6 separate regions of the Mus musculus genome follow, and all the other regions are linked to region 6. Evidence: chromatin contacts called from public Micro-C and promoter capture Hi-C data. All regions are on one chromosome and are shown on one strand. Each heading gives the region's core, a stretch centred on a gene start, on an enhancer-like site or on the middle of the called end of the contact. The rest is flanking DNA. Distances are from core to core; before and after follow the strand shown. Region 1 holds the start of Acap3 (ArfGAP with coiled-coil, ankyrin repeat and PH domains 3). Region 2 holds the start of Slc35e2 (solute carrier family 35, member E2). Region 3 holds the start of Trp73 (transformation related protein 73). Region 4 holds the start of Mmp23 (matrix metallopeptidase 23). Region 5 holds the start of Vwa1 (von Willebrand factor A domain containing 1). Region 6 holds the start of Hes5 (hes family bHLH transcription factor 5).

Region 1 (3,686 bases), core at 674-3,173, 930 kb before region 6:
CTACCAAATGGATGCAGAACTGTGGGGTATCAGAGGCTCTCAGACCACTCCTCTCAATAGAAAACAGGAAAGCATAGTTGACTGCCTTAAGCCCCCTGCCTATAGTCAGTGGACACTCTTGGCAAACTCTAACGCTCCAAGGTGTTTCTGGCTGACTCTCTTGCAAGGTGGTTTTGCAAAGAGCTGGACTGCTGAGGTAGGCCCTCAGAAACCCAGCACTCATGTACATATGTGGTCAAGCTCACACGAGCAAAGGCATGATACATGCTTATACATAAACATGCATACATGTATTAGCACAGGGCATGCAGACATGTGTTCCAGGGATACAGTGCACACTAAAACACACACCTGCATACGTTAACATGTGTCTAGTAGCATGGCAAACACGGTTCACGAATCCACAGAGATGTAGCACATGTACACACGTGTCCATCCACACTAGGCTATGTGCATGCATCAAGCACACCAACTCCGTATCACAGCTCACCCACACATTCATGTGCACCAAGGAGAGCAGAGTGGCAGAACATGCTCCCCCCCCCCCCGTGTGTGTGTGTGTGTGTGTGTGTGTGTGTGTGTGTGCACATACAGAGGTGGGACACCTCACGAAGGTCCGAAATTTCAAATGACACACAGGAGGTACTCCATTACTGTCTGCCAAATGCCACTCAATGAAACAGATGTATATCTGTGTGGCCATGTGGTTCACACAGATGTGCACGACTGTATTCCAGGAACAATAAAAGAAACAAACCCATAGGTGAATAAGGCCCATACCCTTCCACCTAAACACGACTTCCTCATCCTTACAGCCTCTACCCCTTCAGGCTCCTGGGTCACTCATACATCCGTTAACTCTCACCAAGGTGTCTATCTCAGGCCCTGATGGCTCCGGCTGGTTGCACCCATACACTGCTCTGGACATACGGATCAAGATAGAGACCAAGCAGGGTGCCAGACAATCCTAGCCAGAATTGGACTACAGGGCCAAGGAGGAGCCCAGTACTTGTGGCACACCAGAGCATACACACAAAGAAGGGTGGACAGTTCTAGAGATGGCACTGGACGCAAATGCCCAGTGACACACAGCTGCCCAAGGCGGTCTGCACACTCACCCCCGCGCGCGAGGTGATCAGCACAGGGGCGTCTTTTGTTCCGGTCCCCCGAGGCCGGAGGCGGAGCTGCGCAGCTAGGGGACCGCGACTCCGGCTCCCGCCGGTTTGTCCGTGCCAGGTCTTCTGCTCCGTCCAGGTGGACTCGGAGCGGTCACCACGCTGGACACCCCTTGCCCGCCTCCGGCACAAAGGCGGCTCCCCATCCCCGCCCGCGCCCTACCCCGGGCCCGCAGCACACCTGAAGCGCGGCGAGTCCTTGATGCATTCCTCGAACTCTACCGTCATGGCTGCGGCGAGCGGTGCTCACTGTGCGGAGGACCAAGGCGCGTCGAGCGGCATCCCCGGCCCGTGGACCGTCTGTGGCGCCCGCGCCGAGCTGCGCTCCGCGCCCGCCCGCCCGCCTGCCCGCCTCGGTCTGAGCCCGGCGCGCCGCGGCCCCGCCCCGCCTGTCACCGCTGGGGAGCGTCGCCAAAGTCAGCCTCTGCCTGCGCCACCCGCTGTCACCTCCGGGGAGCGTCGCTAAAAGCGCCGCTGCATCCCCTCGCCTGTCGCTGCGCTCTGTCCTCGGTCACCACGGTCTGGGAGCTGGGCCGGCCTCGGCGGTTGGGCTTCGGAGTGGTTTGGCTCGGTCGCGGGACAGGGAAGGGCACGGCTCGCCCACTTCAGGCATCACGGCGGTGGTGAACTCGGCTGGAATGCTGCCGACGGACACACTCCGCGACGGCGGCGGGGAGATCGGGAGTGAACGAATTAAGGTCGCTTGTGCGGAAGCGACCCATCATCGCGCCCCTGTGAGGCCGAGGACAGGAAACATAGCCGGCTCTAGAGGACCGCACTTTGCACCCGATCCCTAAGCTTGGCTCCGCCCCCGCCTCTCCATTCAGGCGGGGCGGACCGAGTCAGTGCGCAGGCGCCGTCCCTGCTGGGCTGGGTCGACCGCGGGCCACGTGCAAGCGCCCCGCCCGCTCAAATATGGGCTCCTGCGGGGCGGTGGGCTCGGTGCGTGCGCGCTACCTTGTGTTCTTGCAGTACTTGGGCACTGACTTCAAGTACGTTTTCCCGCTGTTACCCCCGCGTTCTCCACTCGGCCTCGCGGGAAGTCCGCGAGGTGACCAGGACGGGCGCGATCGGTCTCGGGATGCGGGATTTTAGGAGCCGAGGAACACAGTGGCCTGCACCGAACCCACGCGCCTGGGCGCCGAGACCCCTGGCGGGACAGCGTCCACAGACACCGCAGATAATTCCTTCCTGTTTCTCTCCGCAGTGGGGTTGCGGCCGTGAGGGGCAATCCGCGCGCTGTTGGGGTGCTGAACTTCCTGGAGGTGAGGACCGGTTTGGGGAGGAAGAAGCAGTCGGCAGCTCCAACCCCTACCCACTCTCCTCCTCCTATTCCACGGACTCCGGCCATCGATGTGGCAGCCGCCTGTACGGTTCCCGCAGGAGGCTGCCAAGCGGCTGAACTCTGTCGACCCGGTCAGGTTCACCATCTCTAGCCGCACCGATGCCGGGGTGCATGCCCTGAGCAACGCGGCGCACCTGGACATCCAGCGCCGCCCAGGGCAGTCGCCTTTCTCCCCGGAGGTCGTGGCCAAGGCCCTCAACACCCACCTGAAGCACCCGGCCATTCGGTGAGCCCGGGGTTTTGGTATGGTTCTGGGCTTTTTTTTTTGTCTTTTACCATTGCACCCCACTGTGGTGGGAGGCAGAGATTTCCATAGTGCTGTGTGGACAGTTGGGCATACTCATTCCTGGGATGAGCCAGATCTGCTTGCCACAGTGTACTGAAGGCCTTCCGAGTGCCCAACGACTTCCACGCTCGACACGCAGCCACCTCCAGGACCTACCAATATCGTCTGGCCACAGGCTGCTCCTGGCCTAATCAACTGCCTGTGTTTGAACAAAATGTATGCTGGGCTCTGCAGACAGAGTGAGTGAGCTAAGAATGGGAAGAAAATGGCTCACCATCCATCTGCCTGGGCTCTCCTCAATAATGCTCATTTGGCTCTGCAGGTACCTGGATATGGCGGCCATGCAGGAGGCTGCCCAGCACCTCCTCGGGACACATGATTTTAGTGCCTTCCAGTCTGCTGGCAGCCCAGTCACAAATACTGTACGCACACTTCGAAGAGTCTCAGTGTCACCTGGTCCAGCCAGCCCATTTGTCCTCCCCGAGGGGAGCAGGTGAGACGACTAGCCTTTCACTATGCCAGGACTAGAGGCCACCAGGGTCATTACTCATAATACCTCAATAAAAGTGAGATGATGCTAAATGGGTATATTGCACATCCATTGGGCCTAGAGGGTGTAAGAAGGTGAGCCAGAAACTTGTGTCTTCTTCCTGTTGGGTGGGGTCTCTGCCAGCCTGGGGAGCACAGGGTGGAAAATGTTGCCTTTCTGAGGGCCCTGCCAGACCCATAGCTCTTTATAGCAGGTAAGTTCTGGCAGTCTCTGAAAAGATTTCACTAGAGCGAATAGTTCCATTCCACTTTGACAGACTACGTTAAGTTCTCTGCTTCAAACACCAGGAATCAGCCGCTCACCTTGAGAACATAACATCTGGAACCAGCT
Region 2 (3,478 bases), core at 561-3,060, 640 kb before region 6:
AAGACATCTGGACTGGTTAGTGGTTATTTAATGAAAACAATACATCAAGTCTCCAAGTACCATGCATGTCTAAAAGTTTATCTAAGGGAAATAATAACTCAGAAAAGGGCCTGCATGGGCTCACAATCTGCCCCCCATCCTGCTTCTAACAGTGACACTTCACTCAGTAGTGAAGAATTTGTACGGAAGGGACAGTCACTCACTCCTGACTAAAGTAGCACATTGCACCCTGTGGCTTTATGATAGTGTTTATCACTTCTGAAGAATGGATCTTTTCAGGATCACTGGTGTGGTGTGCTCAGATTAAGACATAAACAGTTGGGGACATCCACATTACCAGCCACAGGATCTCCATCTTGTGGACAGGTCCTTCATGTTGTTCTGTCTCTCCATCTTCTGCACTGGAAATGAATCACTTTAATATAAAAGCCTTCCTATCTCTTCACTTAATGGGCCTTCTTTTGCTATTTAAAATTCTCTCGGTGTGCTTTCAAATGTGCTCTGCAACCAGGGATACTTGTAGTACAGTCCCATAATTGCGGTACTGAGAGGATGAGGCAGGAGGGTCACAAGTTTAAGGCCAGACTGGGCTACCCTGTAAAGATCCTGTCTTAAAAGAAAAAAGAAAAAGAAAAAAAAGCACAAAAAATTATTTTCCAGTTTTTTTTAATAGAGTACATTCATCCCATGAGCGGGCGACTAGACAAACACTGAACAAGGGCCCCCCCACCCCCACCCCCAGTCTGCAGTTTTACTTTTTGTTTTATTTTGCATTTCAAGGGTTCAAAACATCAATGCTGCAAAGAGCCTGTTTCATGCCTGAAAAGTACCGGTTGGAGAAAAACCGCTGGCAGGCTAAAATAAAGTTGAGGCTTGGGACCTGGCTGAGTCGCCCATTCCACGGCACAAAATAAGACGTTTGGGGAGGCAAAATCAGTACACGCCGACAGATGACAGGGTGCCTGCACCTGTCATTGGGTATCGCTTCCTTTCCGGCGCCTGCTGCAGTCACAGCCCGCCCGCGATCCCCCCGCCCCGGTGCCCATCACTGTCCCCACCCTACCTGTGCGTCCAGCCCGGCGAAGCCCGCCACCTGCGCGCCCGGTGCCAACCCGGGCTGACTCCAGGACGGGATGCCCCCGGCCCCCGATGGGGTTCAGTTCTGGGGCTGCCACTGGAGTTTATGCAGAGCCTCAGCCCACGCCCACGGAAGATGCAGCCCGCGCCCGCCTCGGGGCCGAGCAGCTTTAGGCAGAGCGGTCCAGAGTCAAGGGCGAGAGCCGCGAGCCCTCCCACAGCCCTCCTAAGGGTTTAGATTTGGGACACACACACGGGTGGGCGGGGAGAGAGCCGGACGTGACGCACCGGAAGCTGTTACGGGGGGGGGGGGAAGGACACACTCCACACAGGCACACAATGGCACCTTCCAGAACGTTCCACCGCGGCCCACCACGGGGAGCCAGGACACCCTCACGGCGCGTTCGCACCTTCCGTAGCGGCCCACCGCAAACCACGGGGCGGGCGACGATGCGGGGCCACAGCACCGCCTTGCGGCCTCCTGTGGGCGCCTCCGGAGCGTCCCACCTCTGCGGGGTCCGCCATGCTGGGCCAGCGTGCAGGTGTCGCTCCTCTGGCCTGTGGTACATTCCGGAACGTTCCACCGAGACCAAGGTGAAGGAGCCAATCCTCTGAGGCCGCGAAGGTGCCGCCCTCTAGGTCAGACCCAGGGGCTTGATTTCAAGGATCCTAAAATCTGACCAGAAAGTCACAAGACGAGAAGCGCTCAGTGGCGAACGTGCGAGGAACCCCCGTGCTCTCCGAGTCTTGGACGCTGCCGGGATGGGGGCGGGGTCAGCACCATGGGGGCGGGGCCAGCAGCATAGCGACGGGGCGCTCATTGGTCGAGCCTCAGAGGCCCCGCCTTCCTGCAGGACGCTTGCTCTGTCGCCTGATCTCCCCAAGTAGCCGCCGGCTGTGAGATGCTTCCTGGCCCCTTTTATCCCTGAAGGTCATTTTGTGGAGAGGTTTGAGGTTGTGCCTTGCCTCAGCTCTGCTTTTGGTGAAACCTTCCTTTGTTTTTTTCTTGGTTGTTTGAAAACTAGTAAGGTTTCTCCTTCAGATCTCGCACAGTGAGTTGGAGCTTCTTAAACCTTTTCCACTAGAAAACCCTTTCCATATGCAAATCAAACGTTTACTGATAATCAACCTTAAGTCTATCTTAAAACAATTCTTTGCCCGGTGCCGGAGACCAGCCTGGTCCACTTAGTGAGTTCCTGGACAACCAGGTCTATGTAGAGAGACCCTGTCTCAGCAAACAAAAAACAAGTCTTTAGAACACAATGGCACAGTGCAGTTTTACCACTTAAAAGCAAAGGCAAACTGGCTTACGAATGAGAAGATGTGCTTTTTAAATTTTCGCACAGATCATTAAATCTTGACTGAATATCCCATACCACTGGACATAGAGTATCTTCAGCATTTTTCAGAGTTGATGTTTTGATTTTATCAAAACCAAAGTGTGTTTGATTTTGTTGAATTGACGTATGTTTTAGAACCGTATCAGTTGGAAATTCTGTCCTAACCACAAGCCAAGTTTTAACGATTTTTAAAAATGAAACTCAACTCAGAAACTTACGCAAGAATTTTGTTGTTGTTGGGTTCTTTCCTTTGTTTGTTTTTGTCTTTTAAGATAGTGTCTCACTGAGCCGGCATGGTGGCACACACCTTTAATCCCAGCACTCAGGAGGCAGAGGCAGGGGAATTTCTGAGTTCGAGGCCAGCCTGGTCTACAAAGTGAGTTCTAGGACAGCCAGAGCTACACAGAGAAACCCTGTCTCGAAAAAAAAAAAAAAAAAAAAAAAGATAGTGTCTCACTATGTACCCCTGTCTGGCCTGGAACTCACTGTGTACATCAGGCTAGTCTTGAACTCACAGAAATAGACATCTCTGCCTCTCACACTCTGGAATTATGCGCACCTATGTAAGCATTTTTTAATTGAGTTGTTTTATTTGGTCATTGTTGTTTTGTATTTGTTTTGTTTTGAGACAGGGCTGGTGTATCCCTGGCTGGCTTCGGATTTGATGTACAGCCAGGGCTGACCCTGACCTTGCTCTTACCCCACAGTGCTCAGATGACAAGCATGTGTTACTATGCCTGGTTCAACTAGTAATTTTTTTAAATTTAATTATTTATTATGTGTAAGTACACTGTAGCTGTCTTCAGACACCCCAGAAGAGGGCATCAGATCTCATTTTGGATGGGTGTGAACTACCATGTGGTTGCTGGGATTTGAACTCGGTACCTTCAGAATAGCAGTCAGTGCTCTTAACCACTGAGTCATCTCTCCAGCCCTCAACTAGTAATTTTTAAAGTGATCCTGACAATACAATCCTAAAACCTACTAATAAGCAGTAGGAAAATATCAAGAGTCCTTGCTTTCTATAATTAAAACATTGTGCTTCTAAAAGCAAAAAAACA
Region 3 (3,563 bases), core at 1,027-3,526, 820 kb after region 6:
CTTATCTGAAATTCAGGTTGTAACTAGACCTCTGTACTTGTGAACATACATTTATTTACATGTAAATGCGTATTTATGTGTAAGTATATAGTCGTATTTCGATACACCTCTTTAGTAGATAACAAATTTTTTGTTACAGGAGCTGAGAGTGCGGTTCTATTGGCAAAATGATTGCTTAGCATATATGAAACCCAGGTTTTGGTCCGCAGCATCGCATAAACCCCGCACGATGGTTTGCATTAAAAAAAAAAAAAAAATCCTACACCTGAAACCAGAGACGCAGATGTTCAGGGCATCCTTCGCTACCTATAGAGTTGGAGGCTATGCAGGGCTGCGTGAGACCCTTTCTCAAACAGAACAAAGCAAAGTATTTTCCACGTATAAGTATAAATATAGGTTTGCTTTGAGGTTTTCCTGAGAGCGACCACCTGCAGCGTGACCTCGTGACGTTCAAGTGCTTCTCAGGTCTGTGGCGGAACGAATTCGAAGGCATGTGGATCTCGTGGGTCGCCTCACCTTTTTGGAGGTTCTAGTTAGAGTGTGGACTTGATTCAGAGGTGTGGCTCGGTACCCGGGACGGCAGCCTCGGTGGGCACGTAGAATACAGCACCAACTGGACTTCAGACCAGGATCGCTCCCCAAAGCGCTCTGCTCCCTCCCTCGCGCAGCACCCCGCGTCCTGTGCCCCACAAGGCTCCCCATTCCGGTGTCATTCGGGAGGTTGGATGTTCCTGTCTGCACCCAAAGCTTCAGAGGATCACTTAAGGCTCAGCCACTGCCTTTGGAGCTAAGTTCCGAATTCTGAAAGACCGGAATCTAGTATTGCTCGGTCCAGCTCATAGCTCCCAGTCTCTTCCGCACCGCTGCATCTAATTTCCACGAATGAATGAATGAATGAATGAATGAATGAATGAATGGCGGTGCTTGCACCATTCGGAGAGGATCTGCAGAGTGCGCGGCCAGCGTCCTGGCATTTTCTGTTCCCAACCAGTCCCAAACTCTTGCTTGGTATTCATCTTTGTCTCTAATCTGCAGCTCGCAAATAATTACTCCTCGTAGCTATTGGCCTAACACCAGGTCAGGCTTTCGAGTTCGAGAGAGATTCGGTCTGCTCCAACCCACCTCCCTTGCAACGCCACTAGCTGCACTAAAGCGACTTCCAGGGCATGTGGGAACACCTTGGGCAAGGACCACTCTGCAGTGCCACTAAGGGGTCCCACAAGGACCCAACTCCTTCTGTGCGCCAGACTACGGGTCTGCGTGGTAGATGAGGGCACCGGAGACCGCTCACTTGCCCAGAGGGGAGATGGCGGGTGGTGAAGAAGACTTCTTGAGCCAGAGAAGAGTCCCCTGACTAACTCCGAGCCGCTCTATGTGCACAGTTTGTGGGCATCCGTTGGGCATCGCCTAGCACACCAATCCAAGGAAAGACTCTGATACCCTGGGCTAGGAAACCCGGACTGCAGGCCGTGGCCCCCGGGGTGTGTAGGTATCAGGAGGCGCAACTTCTGGCTGGACTTTGAAGAGTCCAACCCAGAGGGTCTGCGCTCGACCCTCTTTCCAGGCGGGCTGTGGTCTCTGCCAGGCAAATCGAGGGGGGCTTCGAGCCGTTCTCAGAGACGGAACCCCGCTGGTGCTGGCCGAACGACAACGGTTCTCCTCCGGGGCTTTCAATGTTCAGTTTCAGTCGGTCCTCTCGGTTTTCTCAGGCCGGGGCGAGCCCTGGAAGAGGCGCAGCCACCCCGCTGAGGGCACTCCTGAGCCCCTGGGTTGCAGGCTTAGGACAGTAAGGGCAGCGAGGGGGATCGGGGTAGATGGGCATCTGGGGAGAAGGCGGAGGAGAGAGTCAGAGGGAGTACAGGGCGTCGGGCGCCCTGTGTCCACCCCCTCGGCGCCTGCGCACCCTTCCTGGCGCCCTGAGCCCCGCCAAAGGTCGCGGTCCGGTCCCGCTTCGACCAAGACTCCGGCTACCAGCTTGCGGGCCCCGCGGAGGAGGAGACCCCGCTGGGGCTAGCTGGGCGACGCGCGCCAAGCGGCGGCGGGAAGGAGGCGGGAGGAGCGGGGCCCAGACCCCGACTCGGGCAGAGCCAGCTGGGGAGGCGGGGCGCGCGTGGGAGCCAGGGGCCCGGGTGGCCGGCCCTCCTCCCGCCACGGCTGAGTGCCCGCGCTGCCTTCCCGCCGGTCCGCCAAGAAAGGCGCTAAGCCTGCGGCAGTCCCCTCGCCGCCGCCTCCCTGCTCCGCACCCTTATAACCCGCCGTCCCGCATCCAGGCGAGGAGGCAACGCTGCAGCCCAGCCCTCGCCGACGCCGACGCCCGGCCCGGAGCAGGTAGGCAGCTCTGGGACCCGAGCTAGGGCCAGGTATTTCGCACGAGGCTCCGAGGCTGGAGTTCGGGTGTGCGGCTGCCCGGGTGCTAGCCGAGTGAACGGCCCCAGGGACTCCGCGTCAGTGGCAGGAGGGGCCGGCCGGAGTGAGGCTAGGAGTAGAAGCAGTTGGCACCTCGGCAACCCATGGACCTGCCTCCTGCCCACACTGTCCACTACAGGTGGCAAGGAGTCGCCATACCCGGAGATTCTGGGGCTCGGGTCTGGTAATAGGGGAAGTTGGGAGGTGCGTGGGTATCCTACCTCACAAGGAATGCAAATCCCCACCTCTGTAAGGCAGAAGGCCTTTCAGGTCCCGCTATGGAAGCAGACTAAGAGAGAGGAAAGCCAACTAGAGCCCAACCTCTATGCTGGTCCCAAGGTGTGGGGTCCTGGTGGGTTACTGCTGTTCTGTGATGAGTTTACTGTGGTGCCTCACCAGCCTCCCTAGTCTTCCAGGTAGAGAACCCGGGCAGCCCACACTCTCTCCTGCTCCACTGGGCAGCTGTCACCTTCTCACTCTTGAGAGATGAGAACATCTGTAGGCACCTATCCACATACACACCCGTATGTGTGCGTGGGCGGGGGCGGGGGGGTGGTGGTGTCAGGAAAAAAGCTCTGACTTCTGAGCCCCAAGACACTTGGTTCCCTGTATGTGCTGAGGTCTGTTAATTAATTAAGTGGGCACTTGGGACCTGGGTCGTAACAATATTTGGGGGAAGGTTGTTGTTGTTTTTCTTCATTTAAAAGTTAAATTGTGTCTGTGTGAGTCGTGCACGGGTCAGAGGACATCTTTAGGAGTCGATTCCCATTTTCCATTTTATCAGTCTCAAAGATTTACTCAAGTGGCCAGGATAGGCAGCAAGCACCTCTACCTGCTGAGCTCCACTGCCTCGGATTGGTTTTCGTGGTCGTTGTTTGTGTTGCTGTTTAGCTCTAGAAAAAAAACTCAACAGAGACAAAATGTATCCTGAATCCTTGGTGTGTTGCAAACGCTGTCCCGGCCCCCCACCCGCCCCCATCCTTTGATTTATTCAATAAAAATGTAAAACATTACTTTGTGAACAAAAGATAAGTATTTAACATTTTCTCATCCATGACTGTATAGATTGTGTATGCAGTTTTGAAAATCAGGTAATCGGTTTCAAAGGTGTTGCATACCCACTAACTAGTCTTGAGCTACTGGCGGGCCTATGGGAG
Region 4 (3,428 bases), core at 14-2,513, 690 kb before region 6:
AGGCCCCAGAGATCCTCACCGCCCCTCCCCCGCTGCCCAGGCCCCACCCCACGCCCCGCCCGGCATCAGGCTCCAGACTGCCTGGAGATCAGGAACGCTCTGGATGAGGATGCAGCCCGCCAAAAGTGCGCGCTGGCTTTGGTTTGACACAAGATGGTCCGTCCGGAAACTCCAAAAGGCTCACGTGGCTTTTCTATCGCCCCTATAAGAGGGCCACCCCCCTTTGCTCTTCCCCTTGCCTATTACTCCCTCCGCCCCTCTGGGGCAGGACTTGAACTGTGAAGGTTTTGGTCAAAGCAACACGACTTAGAGAGGGTCCTGGCTAGGAGGGAGTTGGGTTGGAAGCCGCCAAGCTCTTGACAGTTACGTTGGGGCTGAGTGAAGAAGCAAGAGAGGGTCCGTCCACTTGTTGGAACAAACACTTAGTAAGGAAGGGAGGGGGCAGATGGCTGACCCTTTTCAAGAACTTCCAGCGCAGCTATTACGGGCCACAGGGCACTCCAGCTGCTTGGCTCTGACTCTGCTGGCCAAGTACATTGTTGCTGTCACCTAGGGTCCAAGGTCGGAGTGGAAGACTGGGAGGGAGAAAACCCCGGCTCCTGCGCCTGCTCTCACCCACCCACAGTCAGCTCCGTCCCGTCCCGGGATCGCAGCTGTGCCTGGCATAATTTCGGTTGCCATGCCGCGTTCATTCGGTACCCACCCAGCACAGCCATCAGCTGCCGGGTCTAGCTTTCAGGCCTTGGACCATAGCTCCTGCCTCCTAACCCTACCGCGCCAGACCACCACACTCAGTTCCTGACTCAGTTGCCTTAATCCCCTCTCCTCTGAGGCAGGGATTCCAGGTGCTGGCACCTTCCCCAAACTTCCTGCACTGGACCAACGAGAGCACCCTCTGGTTAAAGCAGTTGCCCTAAGGACTCCCGCTGGTCTCCTTGTCTTTCCTGAGGCATCTTTCCTCTCTGCTCGCTCAGCCACCCTGCTCTCATTGCCACGTCCCCTCGCTCTGCGCTCCCCTCTGGCGGGTATGCTCCTTACACTCAGTCACTGCGGTCCAGGACCGAGGCTTCCCTCCCAAATTTCATTGTGGTACCAGAGGGTTGAGGGGGGAAGCCAAATGTCATTCAACTCCGACCAGTGGGTGCGGGGAGCAATTGATGCCCCTACCCCAAATCTGAGCCCCGGCGCCTCGCGTTCTGACAGACCCCCCGACACTGTAGGGTGTGTTCTGGCCTCTGCCGCCGACCCTTCGGCCTGGTTCCTGGAATCGCACCGGGGGATGCGGACGGTTCCAGACTTAACGAGTCGGTTCCTTATTTGAGCCAGCGCAGCCGGGTCCTCTCTTCACCATAGGGCTGTAACTCGAGCCGTCCGCCGCCCATCCCCTTCCCACTCCGCCCCAGCTCTGCGATCCAGGTCCCTACGTCGCGCGGCCCCTTGTGGCCCTAACCCGACTGGAGTCTGCCATGGGCTGCCGGGCCTGTCTCCGTCCGGAGGCGTCCGGCGCGGTACAGGGCCGCTGGTTGGGGGCTGCCCTGAGCGGGTTGTGCCTTCTCTCCGCGTTGGCGTTGCTGGAGTGGCTAGGGGCGCCGACCGAGACCGCCTGGAGGGCAGCTCAGGTGAGAGGACGAAAGGCTAGTAAGTGCGAGGAGCGGGTCAGCATCTGAGGGTGTATCAGTGGGGCCCGCGTGTGAGGGGCTTTGTGGGATGGCATGTGAGTGCCTGGTTCCGAGAATCTTGGGTCATTGTGTCCAGCGGCCGCTGGAGGTGGGAGACCGCATCCATCCCCAACTCTGCCCATTCCCAATAGGTTTTGTTTTGTTTTCCCGAGCCAAGATTTCATTGTGTAGCCCGGGCTGACTTCTGTAGACCATCTGCCTCTGCGCTCAGAGATTAAAGGCATGCGCCACCATGGCTGGCTCAACTCCTAAAGCCCAAAACCTAATAGAGGGCTCATCCACAGCTTCCTCTATCCCGTTGCCTAAAGTCTGCTTCTGATAACAACTCTCGGGCACTAGAGACTTTCCTCTGGCCTCCTCACATTCACTTCTCCCTATGAAGGGAAATGTAGATGCGCCAAATGTGGGCAGCTCCACTGCCCAGGTACCCAGACTGTTGACCATGTCGGTAACCCGAAGACGCCGCTACACGCTGACACCGGCCAGGCTGCGCTGGGACCACTTCAACCTCACATACAGGTGCCACCTGGACCAGCGAGGAGGGTGGTCAGGTCATAACTCAGACACCAACACTGACTCTAACATCACCGCCGCCCTCCACCACAGAGTTCTTTCCTTCCCCCGGAATCTTTTAAGCCCGGAAGAGACGCGAAGGGGCCTGGCTGCTGCCTTTCGAATGTGGAGTGATGTTTCCCCATTCAGTTTCCGTGAGGTGGCCCCTGAACGTCCCAGTGACCTCAAGATAGGTGGGTAACTGAAGAGCTCCCGACCGCGCCCAGCCTCGCAGGTATTATTGCAGCCTTGTGTTTTCTTAGGTTTCTACCCAGTCAACCACACCGACTGCTTGGTCTCTGCAGTGCACCACTGCTTTGATGGTCCCACAGGTGAACTGGCCCACGCTTTCTTCCCACCCCACGGTGGCATTCACTTTGATGACAGCGAGTACTGGGTCTTGGGCCCCACACGCTACAGTTGGAAGAAAGGTGACCCAACTCCTTAGTCTGTCCTTCTGGGGGTGTCATTCTCTCCTCTGTGTGGACTACAAAAGGGTTTGAGGCAGGAAGGGTTTCCTGGGGCTTTCCTGGGGCTGAGTATTAGGGTCAAGCAATCAAGGAAGAGGAACACTGGGTCTCACAGGCCTGAGTCGTTGTCCCCGCCTCCACTCCTCCTCCCCCACATGCCACAGAAGAGGGAGTTGGAGTTGCATTCCTGAAGGCCAAGCTCACAGCCTAGGCTGGGGAAACATACTTATCTTCCTTGGCTGTGGGTTAAGGGTGGCTTGCGGCTGAGGCCCAGCATCAGTGCTGGGCCTCCTGGAGCAAGACTGGGAGTGGAGGGGCTGAGGGCTCCCTACTAAGCCATTGGCCCACAGGTGTTTGGCTCACAAACCTGGTGCACGTGGCAGCCCATGAGATTGGCCATGCACTGGGCCTGATGCACTCACAGCAAGATCAGGCGCTCATGCACCTCAATGCCACATTGCGAGGCTGGAAGGCACTGTCCCAGGATGAACTGTGGGGGTTACACCGACTCTATGGTGGGTGCAGGGGGGCAGGTGGGTAGGTGGATGAGCGGTGGGGCTCTGGGCAAGCCCTAAGCCAGGTTGCCTTCCTGTTAGGCTGCCTGGACCGGATTTTTGTGTGTGCATCCTGGGCACGAAAGGGATTTTGTGATGTCCGCCAGAGGCTCATGAAGAGGCTCTGCCCCAGAAGCTGTGATTTCTGTTATGGTGACTAAGGCTCAGATGGG
Region 5 (3,700 bases), core at 1,195-3,694, 810 kb before region 6:
TGCCCTTTTCCCTAGGGTTGAACATGACCACAGCCATCTGTAGACAAAAGGCCCTTCTTCTCTGCAGAAGCCTGGCTGTGGGAGGGAAGGAACATTCTCTTGGTCCTTGGTTGGAAGCAGGGCACTCTGCTAAAAGCATGTCTTTGGGTTTCAGGAAACCCCTCCACCTACCTGCAGACAGACAGGGCGGGCCAGCTCCTCCAGGAAATGAGGCATAGGGCTTCCCTGTCCTGAGCTAAAGCTATGGGGGCAGGATAGATTTAGCATCGGGGGCAGTCCTTCCTCTTAGGTTCCTAGATTGACAGGAACAAGCAGGGGCAGTCCCTGGAGGCTGAGGACTGAGAGGTCAGGGTCTCCCTGGCCTGGCACATCTTTGCCTGGGAGACCACATTTCTGCCCTTTCTCCTCCCATGAGCCTGTCTTCCAAGGCTCCTGGACCATTGTGTCTGGGCTTCCTTTGTTGACTGCCTCAAGCCTAGACCTGACCCTGACCACTGCATCCTTGGCAAGTCCCATAGCCCTTTTGATGTCTGTGAGTTCTCTCTCTCTCTCTCTCTCTCTCTCTCTCTCTCTCTCTCTCTCTCTCTCTCTCCCTCCCTCCCTCCCTCTCTCTCTCTCTCTCTTTCTTTCTTTTTGTTTTTTTGTTTTTTGAGGTAGGGTTTCTCTGTGTATCCCTGGCTGTCCTGGAACTCACTCTGTAGACCAGGCTGGCCTCGAACTCAGAAATCCACCTGCCTCTGCCTCCCAAGTGCTGGGATTACAGGCATGCGCCACCACTGCCTGGCGTCTGTGTGTTGTCTGAAGGTGGGGAAACACTGCAAGACAAAAGGATAAGATTTTTCTGGTGGCTGAGCAGGAGATATGGATGATAGAAAGGGTGTCCCAAGGAATTTGGCAGCAGAAGCAACTTGGCCTGAGCCCAAGTCCGGCAGGTTGAGCCCAGTTTGGATAGGGCTTGGTGGAGACTGGGTCTCTTGTGCTCTCTCCATCTGATGGTGAGGCCAAAGGAAAGAGAAAGCTACTTCCCTGAGTCACAGCCAAGAAGACCTGATCATTTTTTCCAGAAGGGTTGGAAATAGGGCAGACTGAGGTATGACTGTAGGCTTGAGGGCTATGAGCCTCTCCTTCCTCTAAGACCCAGCTCCCTGGCAGAGCAAGCCTGACATAATAAGATTCTTCTGGATACCCTGTGTCCTCTGCTTATTCACAATGCAACAATGTATCTGGAGCTGGAGGTTGTTGGTGTCCACAGTCTTTGAGGGACTCACATGCACTGCTCTCATCCTCAAGGCTCAGGCAGAAGCATCGAGAACTTTCTGGTCCATTCAGAGGCCTGAGGTCTGTGGAGTGAAGCCAACACCCAGTGCCAAGATTCCCGGCAACGGGGTGGGGGACGGCAGCAGGACATAGCTCTTACTTGTTCCTGCAGCTAGCTTCTCAGGCTCAGCTGTATTGCTTCCTTTTTTAGGCAAAGCAGAGCTCAGGCACAGTCCTCAAGGCCCCACAGTGTCTCACCTGCCAGAAATGGAGGAAGTAAAACCATTGAGTCCCATCCGTCCTCCCTGCTGAGCATCCTCTTGCTGAGAGTGGGAAGGGAGGAGACATCCTGCCAGACAACACCCCCTCCTATGTGGGCCTCCATTCCAAATACTATAATTATTTACAGGAAAGCATCTTAAGGGCCGCGGTCTGTGCAGCCCTTCTGAAGGGCTCAATGTCCTGTGAACAACACTTGTAGACAGCTTCCTTTGGTCTGGGCTTAGCACTGACTGCAGGACCCAACTTTAGATGGCCAGTGGGTCTCTAATCCTGCTGGGGTCTGACCTGGGTGTAGCCCTGGAGCCCTGTTTGGGTAGTACATAGGACAGCAATAGGCCACTGTGTCTTTTCCTCCAAGAATTCAGGTGAGAGTTCTGGCAAGGTGGAGGCTCTTCATTCTGTAAGAAGCTTCTCATATGCTCCTGTCTCCTCTGAGGGCTGCGTCATTGCTTTCAAGTCTTTGGAGAAAGCCGGCTGCTCCTCCAGTTTATAGCCAAATTGGGTCCTTGTTGAGAGAAGGTTGCTTCTTTGTATAGCCCCACTTCTAAGGTTCTTTTGTCTTGTAAGGCTCTCCTGTCTTCAGGAGCTTTGCAGATCAGCAACTGCGGGGTGCGGGGGGGGGGGGAACCCTAAGGAGTAGGGGAGGAGGAGTGAGGAGGAGAATATGGACAACACATATTGCCGCCTGCAAAAGAGAGATGGGAATGTCTGTCAGCACACGCCCACACCTATATGCCTTTGTGGTTGCTGCGTGTCACCGCAAGTCCGGGACCGCTATGGCATGCATCACCGTGCAGTCTGTGCAGATTGGCCTCTGCGCGAGCGACTGAGTGCACGCGCCTCCCAAGCAGGAGTGGCCGCGAGTGGGTGTGGCTTCTCCGAGGTGGGTGGGGCCTGACTCACGGTAGGAGGGCAAGTTAGCAGCCAGCTGTGGTCGATCAAGAGCCCGCCACTCCAGGCGCGATGCTGTTCTGGACTGCGTTCAGCATGGCTTTGAGTCTGCGGTTGGCATTGGCGCGGAGCAGCATAGAGCGCGGTAAGTGTGGTGAAACCCGGATTCCAATTCTTCATAGCCGATCCGCTGCTGCCCACGCGGGTCATGAACTGTCCAGGTGCAGCCGCCGAACCAGTAGGTGGGAAGGCCGGGGGAGCGGGTGGGGCACACGCCAGCACCTCAGCCACCTGCGGTGGGCGCTCGGAGACATTCTTGGTGACTCAACTGAGCTAGAGCTGGACTTGGAGCGCCTGAGGCTACGGTCCCCCCCACTCCATCCCCCTCCCCCGTCCCGTCCCACCCCGCACCTCAGACATGGATTGTGGAGAAAGATGTTTAAGAGGTCTCCCTGACTCAGTTTCCTTACCTCTGAAAGGTCCCTCAGTAGAAAGGAGGTAAGAATATTGGAATGGCCACACCATGAGGGGGAAACCCCAAAGCCAGGACTAAATCCAGGCACTTGAGAGCTGTTGCGTATTTGAGTCTTAGTGATGGAAGGTCTCATCAGTACCTCAGCCGGCTGGGCAGGAAGAAAAGGGGATAAAAGGGAAGGCTCGCTAGACAATGGTTGGGTCCTCAGGCTGCTGCGGATGGGTATATCCTGCTTTCTTGGTACAGATGAAGCAGGGGATGGGGGCCAGGGGAGGGGAGGGGTGATGTCATCTGTAACCAGTCAGGACTCCAGTCTGGCCCTCTTATGGGCAGGAAGGGCTGTTCAGTGTGTGGTCTTCCCCATCTCTTCACTTTTGCTCTCCCATCCTCTCTTGTTGTCCCATGGGCTCAGAGTCCATTGCTTCACCTGGAAGATGAATAACCTCACTTAACTTCATCCTAGAGGTGTCCCTTCTGAAAATCAAGTATCAGGGAAGCATTGCATGTGGCTCAGGCCCCTCCTGAATACAGAATGTTCTACCTGCATGCAGTGTCTATTGAGGACAAGGGTCAGCATTTACCTACTAAAGGAGCACGGGGACAGCCCAGGATGCCCTGGGTACATGGACATTGTACAGTTGGGAACCAGAGGAGAGTGTGGGCCTTTTGTTGGCATTTATAGCCCCATTCTGAAGATTCTCTACCTGTATCTTTGGGCAAAGGCAAGCAAGCATGTGCTTAAAGAAAGTTCAGACCTTTGGGGGTGGTTCTGCCCTGGGCAAGGGGGTGCCTGGC
Region 6 (3,398 bases), core at 448-2,947:
GACCTGGGAGCTAGCAGAAACCCCCAGCGGCCACCCAGGTCTTGTTCACCATGAGAGCAACAACAGCTCTGTATGCCCCTCTCCTCTCCACCTCCTGCCCTCCCTTTTTCCTCTATGGCAGAGGACCACCAGCAAGCACTCCTCCTGATCCCGGTTTCACTGTGAACATGGTAGATCCCACTGTTCCACCTCCGGTCACCGGGCAGGCTGCCCCTAGGCTGCTAAGGACAGACGAGAGGCACAGACATGGAGGGCTTGATATTTTATTAGAAGCCTTCAGAACAGCCTGTGTTCTCCCACATGACCAAGAGTTCAAATTCTAAGTACAAAATCGTGCCCACATGCACCCACCCATACAAAGGAATCCTTTAAGGATCATCGTGGAGACCCCACCCTCCCAGACAGCCCACTGTGAGCGCGCATCAGACAGCCAAGGCCATGTGGACCTTGAGGTGAGGCCCCATGGGCCCTACGCCCACGCAGGCTGAGTGCTTTCCTATGAGGAAACACCTGCAGTTCCGCCTTCACAAAAGGCAAATGTGCCCAGGGCACAGCCCGCCTGCAGGGTGCTTGCCCAGCAGCAACGGGCCCTGAAGAAAGTCCTCTACGGGCTGGGGTGAGCCAACCCCCGACTCTACAAATATCATAGAACCCCCGGTGGTGACCAGGAACTTCGCAGAAGTCACTTGCTGAAATGCAAACACAAAACAACCCCACGGGGTCGGACGGGCGGCAGAGGGTGGGCCCTGATTATCCCCAAATGACAACTCTGCACACACATTCTCTAAGAATGACCCTCCTGCTGGCCAGCCAGCCGGAGGAGGGAGCCTTCGGAAGAAGGTAGCGGCCAACCTGGGGCTGAACTGCGGCTGGGGAATGTCTTCCCACATCCAGAGGAACGAGCTCATCCTCTGGTCCGCTCCAGGCACCGGTCGGCCGCTGGGTCACCAGGGCCGCCAGAGGCCGCAGGCGGGTTGGCGCGAGGTGGAGACCGCAGCAGCAGCAGCCTTAGCGGAGGAGCGGGCCGGTTGGGGCGCAGCTCCGGGCGCCGGGGGCTCCTTGGCAGGAGCGGCGGGAGCTGGGGGCCGCTGGAAGTGGTAAAGCAGCTTCATCTGCGTGTCGCTGGCGGCGTGCAGGGTCAGGAACTGTACCGCCTCCTGCAGGCACCAGGAGTAGCCCTCGCTGTAGTCCTGGTGCAGGCTCTTGGGGCCGGCGGCCGCGGCGAAGGCTGTGGGGAGACGAAGCGGCATGAGTGGGGCGCGCGCGGTGGGAGCCACATCGGCCGGGAGCAGGAGGCGGGCGCAGGCGCCGGGCTCACCTTTGCTGTGTTTCAGGTAGCTGACGGCCATCTCCAGGATGTCGGCCTTCTCCAGCTTGGAGTTGGGCTGGTGCCGCGCGAACTCCTGCTCCAGCAGCAGCTTCAGCTGCTCTATGCTGCTGTTGATGCGGTCCCGACGCATCTTCTCCACCACCGGCTTCCGCAGCTGCGGGAGGAGAGGCGTCAGGTGGGCGGCGGACGCCGGAGGCCCCGGGGGAACCGGACGGCGCGCGCCGGGCGAGTTGCACTTACTCGGTTTTTCTCCTTGGGACTGAGCATCTCCACCGCCACGGTACTTGGGGCCATGCCTGGAGCTCTGGAGGCGATTAGCGAGCGGAGCGGAGCGGAGCGGACAGAGCCAGGCGTCCCGGACTGGCGCGACCTGGACCCCAGCACGCCAGCCCTATATAGGCGCGGGCAGCGGCCCGGCGCCTGGGGTCCGGGCGCCGCGGCCGTTCCCACACTCGGCGGCCAATGGCGGCGCCGGCCGCACAAAGGCGCCGGCCCATTAGCGCACGCTAAATTGCCTGTGAATTGGCGCGGGCACAATGGTCGCTCCCCGAGGAGCAGGTGGGCCGCGCGGCACAATGTCCGGGCTGTGGGAACGCGCTCGCCCTCATTAGCATCCCGGGGCCTGATGCTGAGAGCCCCGCGCCTCAATATGCTGCCTTTTCCCAGGCCGCGGGGAGGTGGGGAGGGCAGGAAGGAGTGCTCTCCCCCCCCCTTCTCTCCCTTCTTCCCTCCCACTCCCCAGAGGCTCCCCACCGCTGGCTGGCAGAGGCCACAGGCGCAGAGAAATGAGAGTTTTACAATGAACAGACAGCGACTTCCAGAGGAGTGGGCACCCTCCCCAGCTGGGACCTGTTGCCCACAGGCACAGTGGGTTAAAGTGGGCCACATTCTCTCAAACAGATGCTGCCGCCATGCCATTCGCAGGTACAGGATGAGAGAGGGACTCATGTATTTAGAATTTAGGCGCTTTATTGCCAGTTCTGTCAGTTGAGAGGAGTGACTTCTCCGCAGCTAGAAATGGCCACGCGCGGAGCCTGCCAAGCGTACTTCTAGGCTAGCTGAATTTGCTTTGGATAATGCCTAGCACAAAGCCCCATACCTAGGAAGCCCTCAGGAACCCCTGAACCCACAGGGTATCTGGACTGCTCTTGTGTCACCAGGTGCCACATGCATCTCTGAAACAGGAGGACCGTGCCTCCTTCATGCTGTCCGTGATCACTACTCCCGCGTGGCTTTTAGGAAACCATGGCTGCCCTTAACTCCTCTCATGACATCCCCCTCAGCTCGTGCGGGCGCGCGCGTGCATGCCTCTGTGTGTGTGTTCCAGTTTCATTCAGCATTTTGTGTTGGCAGGTAGAAGGTGGGAGACCTAAAAATAAGCCCCCATATGAATGCTGTGCCAGTGTGGATGGGCCTCTTTGTAAGAACTGATAACCGTGGTTCCTAACCAGGTGACCTTACTAGTCACACCCTAGACACCTAGGGGATGGCCATGTAGGAGCGTCCCTCCATCTGGAACCTGTACTATTTCCCCAATACTCTGCAGGGGCTGAGGGAGGAGATAAGGCCCCGTGCTTCCTCCTAGGGTCAACCTAAGACCTAGCCAGGCCCAAACCAGGAGGCTGGCATCAGAGCACAATAGCCAGTGTGGAATGAAACCAGGTTCTCTGGATGGATGTCAGCCATGTCTGAGCTCAGGAACTGAAGGGCCTTCACAGTGCCCACTAGGGAAACGCCCTCCTGCTATGGTAGTGACCCACTGCTGTAAATGATCTATTCCGAAGGTCTTGCTCCAGAAGCTCTTAGCACAAGGGGTTGTTGGGTTACCATGGATGGAAGCATCTGGGACAGAGGGGAAGGCTTGGCTTTGAGGCAGCACAGGATGGTCTGTCCAGTGCAAGATATAAGTGCAGAATTCACCTCCCTTAGTCCCTGCCACAACCCTCACCCGAGCTCTGACAGAGGTACCCTGTAAGTGCAGAAGGGAGGCTCGGGGCTGTATGTCTGGGCTTCTGCTTCTACAGCCCTGAGATCTAGCAGTGGTTGGCACTGTGTGGTGGTCAAGCAG

The links. Promoter capture Hi-C pulls out the DNA fragments that hold promoters and counts their contacts. A called contact is a pair of places that touch in the nucleus more often than the background predicts.
Region 1: a contact with region 6 is called in a promoter capture Hi-C map of the C10 cell line, with 3 times the contacts expected there. The contact joins the promoter of Acap3 here to the promoter of Hes5 in region 6.
Region 2: a promoter capture Hi-C map of pre-B cells shows a contact between it and region 6, with 4 times the contacts expected there. The contact joins the promoter of Slc35e2 here to the promoter of Hes5 in region 6. A contact is called at or near these places in 4 of 39 promoter capture datasets (the C10 cell line, HPC-7-derived erythroid cells, hematopoietic stem and progenitor cells and 1 more), 1 of 484 Hi-C or Micro-C datasets (embryonic stem cells) and 1 of 115 datasets of contacts at active chromatin or transcription factors (embryonic stem cells).
Region 3: a Micro-C map of embryonic stem cells shows a contact between it and region 6, with 3 times the contacts expected there. The contact joins the promoter of Trp73 here to the promoter of Hes5 in region 6. A contact is called at or near these places in 5 of 39 promoter capture datasets (the 3T3-L1 cell line, erythroid cells, fetal liver and 2 more), 3 of 484 Hi-C or Micro-C datasets (the HL-1 cell line and embryonic stem cells) and 3 of 115 datasets of contacts at active chromatin or transcription factors (the SCID.adh cell line, embryonic stem cells and large pre-B cells).
Region 4: a contact with region 6 is called in a Micro-C map of embryonic stem cells, with 3 times the contacts expected there. The contact joins the promoter of Mmp23 here to the promoter of Hes5 in region 6. A contact is called at or near these places in 1 of 39 promoter capture datasets (pre-B cells) and 1 of 484 Hi-C or Micro-C datasets (embryonic stem cells).
Region 5: a promoter capture Hi-C map of pre-B cells shows a contact between it and region 6, with 4 times the contacts expected there. The contact joins the promoter of Vwa1 here to the promoter of Hes5 in region 6. A contact is called at or near these places in 2 of 39 promoter capture datasets (the C10 cell line and pre-B cells).

The regions. Positions count from the first base shown.
Region 1 is chr4:155,890,112-155,893,797 of GRCm38.p6, reverse strand. It overlaps Acap3 (ArfGAP with coiled-coil, ankyrin repeat and PH domains 3), which reads right to left and starts at 1,923. Exons shown (of 24, transcript NM_207223.1): 1 at 1,357-1,923. The coding sequence starts at 1,403. Pusl1 (pseudouridylate synthase-like 1) reads left to right here and starts at 2,036. Exons shown (of 8, transcript NM_001033490.1): 1 at 2,036-2,167; 2 at 2,383-2,440; 3 at 2,559-2,746; 4 at 2,896-3,045; 5 at 3,129-3,299. The coding sequence starts at 2,091.
Region 2 is chr4:155,599,748-155,603,225 of GRCm38.p6, reverse strand. It overlaps Slc35e2 (solute carrier family 35, member E2), which reads right to left and starts at 1,810. Exons shown (of 9, transcript NM_177186.4): 1 at 1,488-1,810.
Region 3 is chr4:154,138,588-154,142,150 of GRCm38.p6, reverse strand. It overlaps Trp73 (transformation related protein 73), which reads left to right and starts at 2,276. Exons shown (of 14, transcript NM_011642.4): 1 at 2,276-2,328.
Region 4 is chr4:155,651,219-155,654,646 of GRCm38.p6, reverse strand. Mmp23 (matrix metallopeptidase 23) reads left to right here and starts at 1,263. Exons shown (of 8, transcript NM_011985.3): 1 at 1,263-1,619; 2 at 2,062-2,198; 3 at 2,286-2,425; 4 at 2,495-2,662; 5 at 3,052-3,216; 6 at 3,298-3,408. The coding sequence starts at 1,467. Mib2 (mindbomb E3 ubiquitin protein ligase 2) reads left to right here. Exons shown (of 20, transcript NM_001369164.1): 20 at 1-179.
Region 5 is chr4:155,773,305-155,777,004 of GRCm38.p6, reverse strand. Vwa1 (von Willebrand factor A domain containing 1) reads left to right here and starts at 2,444. Exons shown (of 4, transcript NM_147776.4): 1 at 2,444-2,575. The coding sequence starts at 2,503.
Region 6 is chr4:154,959,222-154,962,619 of GRCm38.p6, reverse strand. Hes5 (hes family bHLH transcription factor 5) reads right to left here and starts at 1,697. Exons shown (of 3, transcript NM_010419.4): 1 at 1,571-1,697; 2 at 1,319-1,484; 3 at 249-1,228. The coding sequence starts at 1,624. The coding sequence ends at 945.